Linked DNA regions of Mus musculus: region 2 is linked to region 1. Evidence: chromatin contacts called from public HiChIP or PLAC-seq data. All regions are on one chromosome and are shown on one strand. Each heading gives the region's core, a stretch centred on a gene start, on an enhancer-like site or on the middle of the called end of the contact. The rest is flanking DNA. Distances are from core to core; before and after follow the strand shown. Region 1 has its middle 4.2 kb from the start of Klra6. Region 2 has its middle 6.7 kb from the start of Klra7.

What was found. HiChIP or PLAC-seq counts read pairs in DNA pulled down with a chosen protein or histone mark.
Region 2: a BATF HiChIP or PLAC-seq map of CD8 T cells shows a contact between it and region 1, with 5 read pairs. The contact joins two enhancer-like sites. A contact is called at or near these places in 1 of 39 promoter capture datasets (embryonic stem cells), 3 of 484 Hi-C or Micro-C datasets (the AML12 cell line, differentiating embryonic stem cells and embryonic stem cells), 6 of 115 datasets of contacts at active chromatin or transcription factors (CD8 T cells, cardiomyocytes, double positive thymocytes and 3 more) and 1 of 9 other capture datasets (liver).

What each region holds. Positions count from the first base shown.
Region 1 is chr6:130,028,931-130,033,442 of GRCm38.p6, reverse strand. No RefSeq gene overlaps it. Among named protein-coding and RNA genes, the nearest start is that of Klra6, 4.2 kb to the right of the region's middle. Within about 2 kb of position 1,647, at least 8 of the 459 cell types and tissues checked have an H3K27ac peak or open chromatin away from gene starts, as enhancers often do. A contact at or near this core is called in CD8 T cells, where this site is marked.
Region 2 is chr6:130,236,164-130,240,693 of GRCm38.p6, reverse strand. No RefSeq gene overlaps it. Among named protein-coding and RNA genes, the nearest start is that of Klra7, 6.7 kb to the right of the region's middle. Within about 2 kb of position 3,148, at least 14 of the 459 cell types and tissues checked have an H3K27ac peak or open chromatin away from gene starts, as enhancers often do. A contact at or near this core is called in CD8 T cells, where this site is marked.

The DNA.
Region 1 (4,512 bases), core at 398-2,897:
AGGGTTGTTTTGATTTACATTTTCCTCATCACTAAGGATGCTGAACATTTATTTCTTTAGTTTTATCTCAGCCATCCGATATTCCTCAGTTGAGAATTCTTTGTTTAGCTCTGTATCACATTTTAAATAGGGTTATTGGATTCTCTAGAGTCTAACTTCTTCAGTTCATTGTATATACTGGATATTAGACCTCTAATAGTCTGTTAAATAGCAATCGTGAAATTAAATAAGCCATCCCCTCTGATGTTTGTTTGGTTCAGTGTCCAGGATGAGACATAGAACTCAAGTAAGGGAGACACCCAAGAATCAATGAAGGTAGCTTTAGATGTGCACAGTATATTGGATACATGGAACCTAAACAGACCTATTAGGGCCATTTGTGTTCAAACTAGTAATCTTAAGGCAACATATATAAGGTTTTATTAGTTCTGTAATGCTATAAGTTTAACAACAGTTGAATCAAAATGAAGAGAGGAGGACTCACTTATTTTCTTGGTTCTCGTGGCTTGTGTCTCAACACTTGGAGTAGTTTTACAATCATTGTCACTCCCTGGGAGACTGACAATCCAGTGGTTGTTTGGTCAACAATGGTTTGACCCTCAGTAGTCCTAGAGTGGCATGGAAAAACTTTAGTATTCCCAGGGAGCAGCTGTTTCTTCGCCCATGTTGGATGCCTGGAAATGCTTGCACTAAAATCGGCTGCTTCAGCTTTGTAGTGATTTGAAACGAAAAGCAACCAGAAAAATATGTCCTTAGACTAAAAAATCACTTAGATGTTAAATGTGGGTGGGTTTTCTTATCAAATCTGGGTGCTATTTAAGAGTAGCTACTAGCAATATGTCTACTCCATACTGTTATCAAGACTATGCATAATATCTGAGATTACTTGAATATTGTGCTATTATTCTTCTATGTCTTAGTTAAAATGTGTGAAAGCTGTTTGTTACAAAGATTAAGGTATAAGTTGAACCTCAGGTAGGATTTTGAATTTAATATTGGGATCCCTAGGCTTATTGGATGATGAGCCAGCAAAAAAACTTCTCATGAAAATAAGAAAAAAATACATTTTCAAAACTACAAATAATACAAAGGCCGGATATGGTAGATCACCCTGTCATCCAAGAGTTCACAAGTTAGGAGGAATAAGATCATGTGTTTCTGGGCTGCCTCAACTGCATTGTCATCCTGAACTACAGCAGACCATACACCAGGAAAAAGAAATAAATTATAGACAATGAGTGCTTTAAGGATGATGATCTGATCCTGAAGACTCCACAGAGGATGCAGTGGAGCTGGATTAAAGTCTCTTCTCTGAAGTATGACACAGTGAGAGAAAAAGGGACTGAAGAGGCAAAGGTCTTATGGATTTTTTCCTTACTGTCTTCTCCAAAAGTGAATAATTGTATCCCTGGGTATTAAAGAGTCCTGATATCCACAAGAAACCCTTATGTGGGCCCCTGTTATCATGTTTATTACATTCCTGGATCATCTTCCTCATTCCTTGCACTCAGTGCTTGAGCCCATCAAGGATTATATGTGTTGGCATATAAGGCAGAAAGTTAAAATAGCTGTGAGTATAAATGCACAGGGTGGATACAAGCACAGGAAATCTCAAAATAGAGCTGTTTGTGGTTTTCCTGAGACCTGTGAAGTTTACCATATTTCATGGTGTAAATGTTGCACCTTAAAAACAGATGCACCAAGAGGTGGGATACTGGCCAGGATAAACAAGTCCTCCCAGTGAAGCAAGTGATCAGCCCTTTCCTGTAGTCTGGTGACTACAACAGGTTTTCCTCACCTCAGCCTGGGACAGGAAAAGCAGCTTGCAGCTGTGCAATGATAGCACTATTGTCCAAGGTGCTGACTGGAAGGTTTGAATGTGGGATTAATATTGTATCTGTCTCAATATAAAGGATTGGACAATTGTGGTTCCAAAACTAAAGTCTTTTACAATAAAACCGGGAAAATAAATATATATGCATACATATGCATATATATATGTATATATGTATATGTATTTTTTGTGTTTATGTTTTGTTTGTTGTCTGCTTTTTTCAAAAAAAAAATGAATTTAGAAGACAGAACTTAAGAAAACAAAATATTTTGTCCTTTCTCACTCCTCTGGTTTATTAGCTGGTCATGTGAATTCGCTACTTCCTATATTATGCTGCACGTTGGTAAGGAAACAAAACTGGACTGTCACTAAATTTCACTACAACTGCTGTCACTATATCTTTCAATGATAATTTTGTTCCTTAACAGTTTACATTCATCTATAAATTCAGAGCTCAGTTGTACAAGGCATAGAGGAAACTGCTACTCTTTGCCTGTGCAGTTTTGGGCATAATCCTATATCGGTTTAAACAAACAAATATACAAACAAAAAATAAACACCCTCTCTATTAAGTTTCTATTAACTACCCTCCTTCTTCATTGAACACACTGGAAAGTCTCTATGCTCCTGATTATGCTATAGTCACAGTAATGAACAAACAGCTCTGAAGTTTGTGCTCACAGTCTTTACATGCTGTTAGACAAGACAAACAATATGCTTAAAGCACAAAGAAATGTGCCCTCTCTATGTGGTTTGCCTCCTTGTAAAGATGAGACCCTCTCAGCAAAGATAAGCAGGCAAGAAGGCCTCAATACAATTAATATTTCTGTTGGCAGTGTGATATAAACCTCTCAGATGAGGGAGGGACATGTTCTGTAGAGCAACAATGTTGCAGTGCTGTAGAAGTGTCAGCTTCTCTCTTTTTCTCATGCACTCTCCCTGTCCTGTCCTTTAAAACACCTGCACTCTTTGAAATGATCAGGTAGAAAATCTACCCCATTTTGTGTCTTAGAGTATCTTCTTTAGACTAGAAGGCTCAAAAAAAGTTTTCTTGAAATATATGAGCTCTGTCTATACTCCTGATTACAATGATTCGAAGCCTAGGAAGTAGGTGAAACACTCTTAACTACGTGAAAAACACAGGCTTGAAGGCTCAGTGTTTTGCTCAGTTTTATAGGTTTTAAAAAAATGGAATGTTGCACTGCAAATAATAATTTTCAATGTTGAATGCATCTTTCTACCCATTTACCAGATTATCATTACAAACTTTATTTGAAACTGAGTGTGTTGATTCATACCTTATGCCTAGAACTTGGGAAACAAACTCAGGCAAACCAGGTTCCTATAGTGAGGTGCAGGCCAGCCAGGGTTAAATAGTGAAACACTTTCTCAGACATAACAAAACACATCAAAAGCTATTTGTGTATCTTTTTAAACCTTCAAAGCAACTTTGTAAAGAAATGGCTGGAGTAATTTATGTGGTAAAAGAACTTTTTAATGATGGGAATTATGAGAAGTCACGAGCCTAGGTTGGTGCTTCCACTCATGTCTACTCATTTCACAGACTCATGAATTGTGGGAAGACAAGGCCCAGGTCCTTCTATGTTCTCATTGTATCCATATCCTGTGCAGGTGTTAATGGTGCATTTGAAGCATAGGCTCAGTGTTAGATATACAGTGTCCTTAAGTAAGTTGGCTGACTTCTTCAGAGTCTTTCATGTGGAAAGCTGAGACAGCACAAGCATATGCCTGCACAGGGACACTACAACCACTTTCTTTAAAACTGCTGCTACTCCTTTCCCACATTGTCTAAGGGTGTGTGTGTGTGTGTGTGTGTGTGTGTGTGTGTGTGTGTGTGTGCCTGTGCGTGTATCCTTCTCTCTTTCTCTCTCTGTCTGTCTCTCTCCCTCCCTCCCTCCTTTCCTCTCTCTGTCTCTCTGTCTCTGTCTCTCTTTCTCTCTCTCTCTCTCTCTCTCTCTCTGTGTGTGTGTGTGTGTGTGTGTGTGTGTGTGTGTTTGTGTGTGTGTGTGTGTGTGTGTGTGTGTGTGTGTGTGTGTGTGTGTGTAGAGATATACAGGGATTACCCCTGGGAAAGGGGTAGAGAAAAATAGACTAACTGAAGGTATTATGGAAGCATCCACACTGTACTCAAGGAACTTTTATTATACTTTTGAGGTAATTTAAAGTCTTTCATCTGTTTCAGGGAACCTTGGATCCAAGATAATGGCAGACTTTAATGGTGACTCAGAGATATTTGGTTTAAAGACCCAAAACTGGACGTTTGAAATATTCAAAACTCTAAAAGCACTGTCCACTCAAAGCCTAATGATATCACCAAATTTGATCCATGGAATACTTGGTAGAAGAAAAGAACTTACTCCCCATAACTCCCCAAAGTTATCCTCTGACCACCATGTGCACTACATGGCAAGTATGCACTCAAACTCTATTTCACAATAAACACACACACACACACACACACACACACACACACACACACAGTATTAAGAGTCAGGCTTGTCAATGCATATTCAGTTACTCTTCTAGTCTTAAACCATCTTCCATTTCCCAGTGCTTGGATAACCACTGTCACTTGATTTGAAGAACAATTTAAACTTTTTCATAAAAAACAAGACAGCAGGACAGAAAAAACTACAATCAAATGAAAGTGCAATTTA
Region 2 (4,530 bases), core at 1,899-4,398, 210 kb before region 1:
ATCATGTAGAATGAGAATTGAACCATTTTTATCTCCTTGTACAAAGCTCAAGTCTAATTGGATCAAATACCTCCACATAAAACCAGAGACACTGAAAGTAATAGAGGAGGAAGTGGGAAAAAGCCTTGAAGATATGGACACAGGGGAAAAATTTCTGAACAGAAGAGCAATGGCTTGTGCTATAAGATCAAGAATCAACAAATGGGACCTCATAAAACTGCAAATATTCTGTAAGGCAAAAGACACTGTCAATAAAAAAAAAAAGGCTACCAACAGATTTGGAAAGGATTTTTACCAGTCCTAAATCTGATAGGCGACTAGTATCTAATATATATAAATAATTCAAGAAGCTGGACTCCAGAAATTCAAATCAACCCATTAAAATGGGGTACAGAGTAAAACAAACAATTCTCAACTGAAGAATACAGAAGGGCTGAAAAGCACATGAAGAAAAGTTCCACATCCTTAATCATCAGGGGAATTCAAATCAAAATAACTCTGAGTTTCCACCTCACACCAGTCAGAAAGGCTAAGATCAAAAATTCAGGTGACAGCAGATGCTGGCAAGGATGTGGAGAATGTGGAACATTCCTCCACTGCTGGAGGGATTGCAAACTTGTACAATCACTCTGGAAGTCAGTCTTGTGGTTCCTCAGAAAATTGGACATATTACTAAAGGAACATCCAGCAATACTCCTCCTGGGCATATATCCAGAAGATGTTCCAACTGGTAATAAGGACACATGTTCCACTATGTTCATGGCAGTCTTATTTATAATAGCCAGAAGCTGGAAAGAACCCAGATGCCCCTCAACAGAGGAGTGGATACAGAAATTGTGGTACATTTACACAATGGAGTATTACTCAGCTATTAAAAACAATGGATTTATTAAATGCTTAGACAAATGGATGGATCTTGAGAATATAATCCTGAGTGAGGTAACCCAATCACGAAGTCATTAGATATGCACTTACTGATAAGTGGATATTACCCCAGAAACTTAGAATACCCAAGATACAATTTGCAAAACACATGAAACTCAAGAGGAAAGACCAACGTGTGGATACTTCATTCCTCCTTAGTATAGCAAACAAAATACCCATGGAAAGAGTTACAGAGACAAAGTTTAGAGCTCAGACGAAAGGATGAATCATCCAGAGACTACCCCACCCAGGGATCCATCCAATAATCAGTAACCAAATGAAGACACTATTGCGTATGCCAGCAAGATTTTGCTGGAAGGACCCTGATATAGCTGTCTCCTGTGAGGCTATGCCAGTGCATCGCAAATACAGAAGTGGATGCTCACAGGGAATGCCAGGGCCAAGAAGTAGGAGTGTTTTGGTAGGGGAGCACGGCGGGGGTGGGGGTAGGGTATAGGGGACTTCTGGTATTGCATTTGAAATGTAAATGAAGAAAATATCAAATAAAAATTGGAAAAATAAAAGAACTGGTGCCTGGTAAATTAATGTTCAAGCTCTTACATTTCTGTAAATTTTCCTGGTTTTCCTGCAAAAAAATAAAAATAAAAAATAAAAATAAAAATAAACAATTAAAAACAGTAAAATAGTACTCACAATCTATCTTTTAATTATCCTAAACAAATAATTTTTCTCTTTAAAAACCATGCATATGAGATCTACTCAGGTGCCACAAACATTTATTTCTTCTTTTTAATCTGTCATCATTGCACAAAGTGTCTCACAAAAATAACTTCAATATACACTAATCACTTATTATTTCAGTAATGCTGAAAAATAATTTTGCTTGCTGGACAAAATTAGTATTATCGAAAAGAATTTCTATCTTTTTAAATTATTTTTTATATTTAATTTGTTTTAAATATTTATTATTTTTTTGTGTGGATGTATGTGCATGTGTGTACATAGATATACATATAAGTAATTCTATATTCTGTGCATGTTGTCAATACAGTGTTTCCTTAACTCATGACCTTCAACAATATAAGCTTCAAATTTTAATAACTGTCTGTTTGATTGTTTGTTTTGGTGGTAATAAAATCACTACAGTCAAAGGAGACTGTACATATTTCAGTATGGCAAGTCTTCATGATGATGACTGTGGTAAAAGACAGCCATATATCTGTGAAAAGAGAATGGACTAAGTCCCTGCATCAGTGAGCAGTGCAAAGGAAAGTTAAAAATAAAATGTTGTCTTCTTTGTGTGTTTCATGCAAAGCTTTGTGACTAGTTATCAGCTAAAAGTTTTAACCATAGGTCTCAGTCTGCTGTGTGAACAGAGAGATGAGCTGTTAAGGCAAGAAATGTTCTGAAATCTGGCTTAACAGAGCAGAAGTCATCTTCCCTCCTCGTACACAGAGCAGCTTGGGTCAGGAGAATGGACACCCTTTGCTCCCTGGGGAGTCATGTTTTTCCTGAATGACACACAGAGCCATGTAGAGAACCTTATAAATAGGGCACATACCACATCGTCACTAGGATATTTCTATATCCCAGGACTTTGACTGCACAAATAATAACTAGTTTGTAGTTGTTAGTGTCTGTTGGTTAGTTACTATTTGCTGTTCTTTGCTGTAGATAAATTTAGCCTTTAAATTTTTTTTTGCTGTCAAATATAATTTCAGACTTCATGACTAGTTACTGGTTATTGCTTATTACATTCCTGAATCATCTTCTTCATTTCCTTGCTCTGAGTGCTTGAGCCCATCAAGGACTATGTGTTTAGGCATATAAGGCAGTGTTAAAATTGCTATGAGTATAAATGAACAGTGTAAATGCAAGAACAGGAAATCTCAAAATAGAGCTGTTTGTGGTTTTCCTAAGATCTGTGAAGTTTACCATATTTCATGATATAAATGTTGCACCTTAAAAGACAGATGCACCAAGAGGTGGGACACTGGCCTGGATAAGCAAGTCCTCCCAGTGAAGCAAGTGATCAGCCTATTCTTGTGGGATGGTGACTATACCAGGTTTCCCTGGCCTCAGCCCGGGACAGGAAGAGCAGATTGCAACTGTGCAATGATAGTACTACAGTCCAAGGATCTGACTGGAAGGTTTGAATGTGGGATTAATATTGTGTCTCTGTCGACATAAAGGATTGGGCAGTTATGGTTTCAGAACTAAAGTCATTTACAACAAAGCCAGGGAAATAAATATATATGCATATACACATATACATTCACACACAGATACATAGACAGAGACACACAATATATATATATATGTGTGTGTGTACATATGTATATGTATTTTTGTATGTTTATGTGTGGTTTTGGTTGCTGTTTGTTTGTTTGTTTTCACAAAAATGTGTTTAGAAGATAGAACTTAAGAAAACAAAAACCTTTTTTCTCCTTTTCAACTCCTCTGTTTTATTACCTGGTAATGCAAGTTCTTTACTTCCTATATTATGCTGTACTTTGGTTAAAGAAGCAAAACTGGAGTGTCACTCAATTTCATTCCATCTGCAGCACTGTATCTTTCAGTGATAATGATGCTCTTTAACAGTTTACATTCATCTCTAAATTCAGAACTCAGTTGCACAGAGCTTAGAGGAAGCTACTGCTCTTTTGCTTTACAGTTTGGGGACTGCTCCTATATCTGTTTAAACAAACCAACAAAGAAGCCCATTCTGTGTTCAGTTTCTAATAACTAACCTCCTTCTTCATCAAGCACACTGGTGGGCTGCTCAGATTCTGCTAATGCTATAGTCACAATAATCAACAAACATCTCTGGAGTTCCTTCTCACAGTATTTGCAGGATGCTACAGAAGGCAATGAATATTTGGAAAGCACAAAGTCGTGTGCCCTTGGCATGTGTTTAGCCTCCTTGTTAAGGATGACACTCTGTCAGCAGAGATAAGGATGCAAGAAGATCTCTGTGCCATTATTATTTCTGTGGACAGTGTGATATAAACCTATCAGATGAAGGAGGAGCAGGTTCTCTAGAGCTTCAATAGTTCAGGGCTGTAGATGTGTCAGTTTCTCTCTTTTTCTCATGTAGCCTCCCTGTGCTGTTCTTCAAAACACTTGCACTCTTTGAAATGATAAGGTAGAAAATCTGCCCTGTTTTCTGTGTTCTTGAGGCTGGAAGGCTTAAAAGCAAACTTTTCTTGAAATATATGAGCTTCTGCCTATACTCCTGATTGAAGTTAATCAGAACCTAGGAAGGAGGTGACACACTCTTGACTAACACTCTTGACTACATGAAAACATAGGCTTGAAGACTCGGGATTTTGCTCAGTTTCATATGCTAAAGTAACTGGAATATTGTCCTGGAATTGACAATATTTTGTGTTCATTGTAACTTTCTACCCATTTTCAGGTTATGATTACAAACATTATTTAAACTGGATGTGGTAATTCATACCTTAATCCCAAAACTTGGGAAAGAGATTCGGACAAACCAGGTGTCTATAGTGAGTTTCAGGTCAGCCAGGGCTAAATAGTGAAACCCTGTCTCAGATACAACAAAACACAACAAAAGCTATTTGTATATCTTTTTAAACCTTCACAGCAACCTTTTAAAGAAATGACTGTTCTAAATTGTGT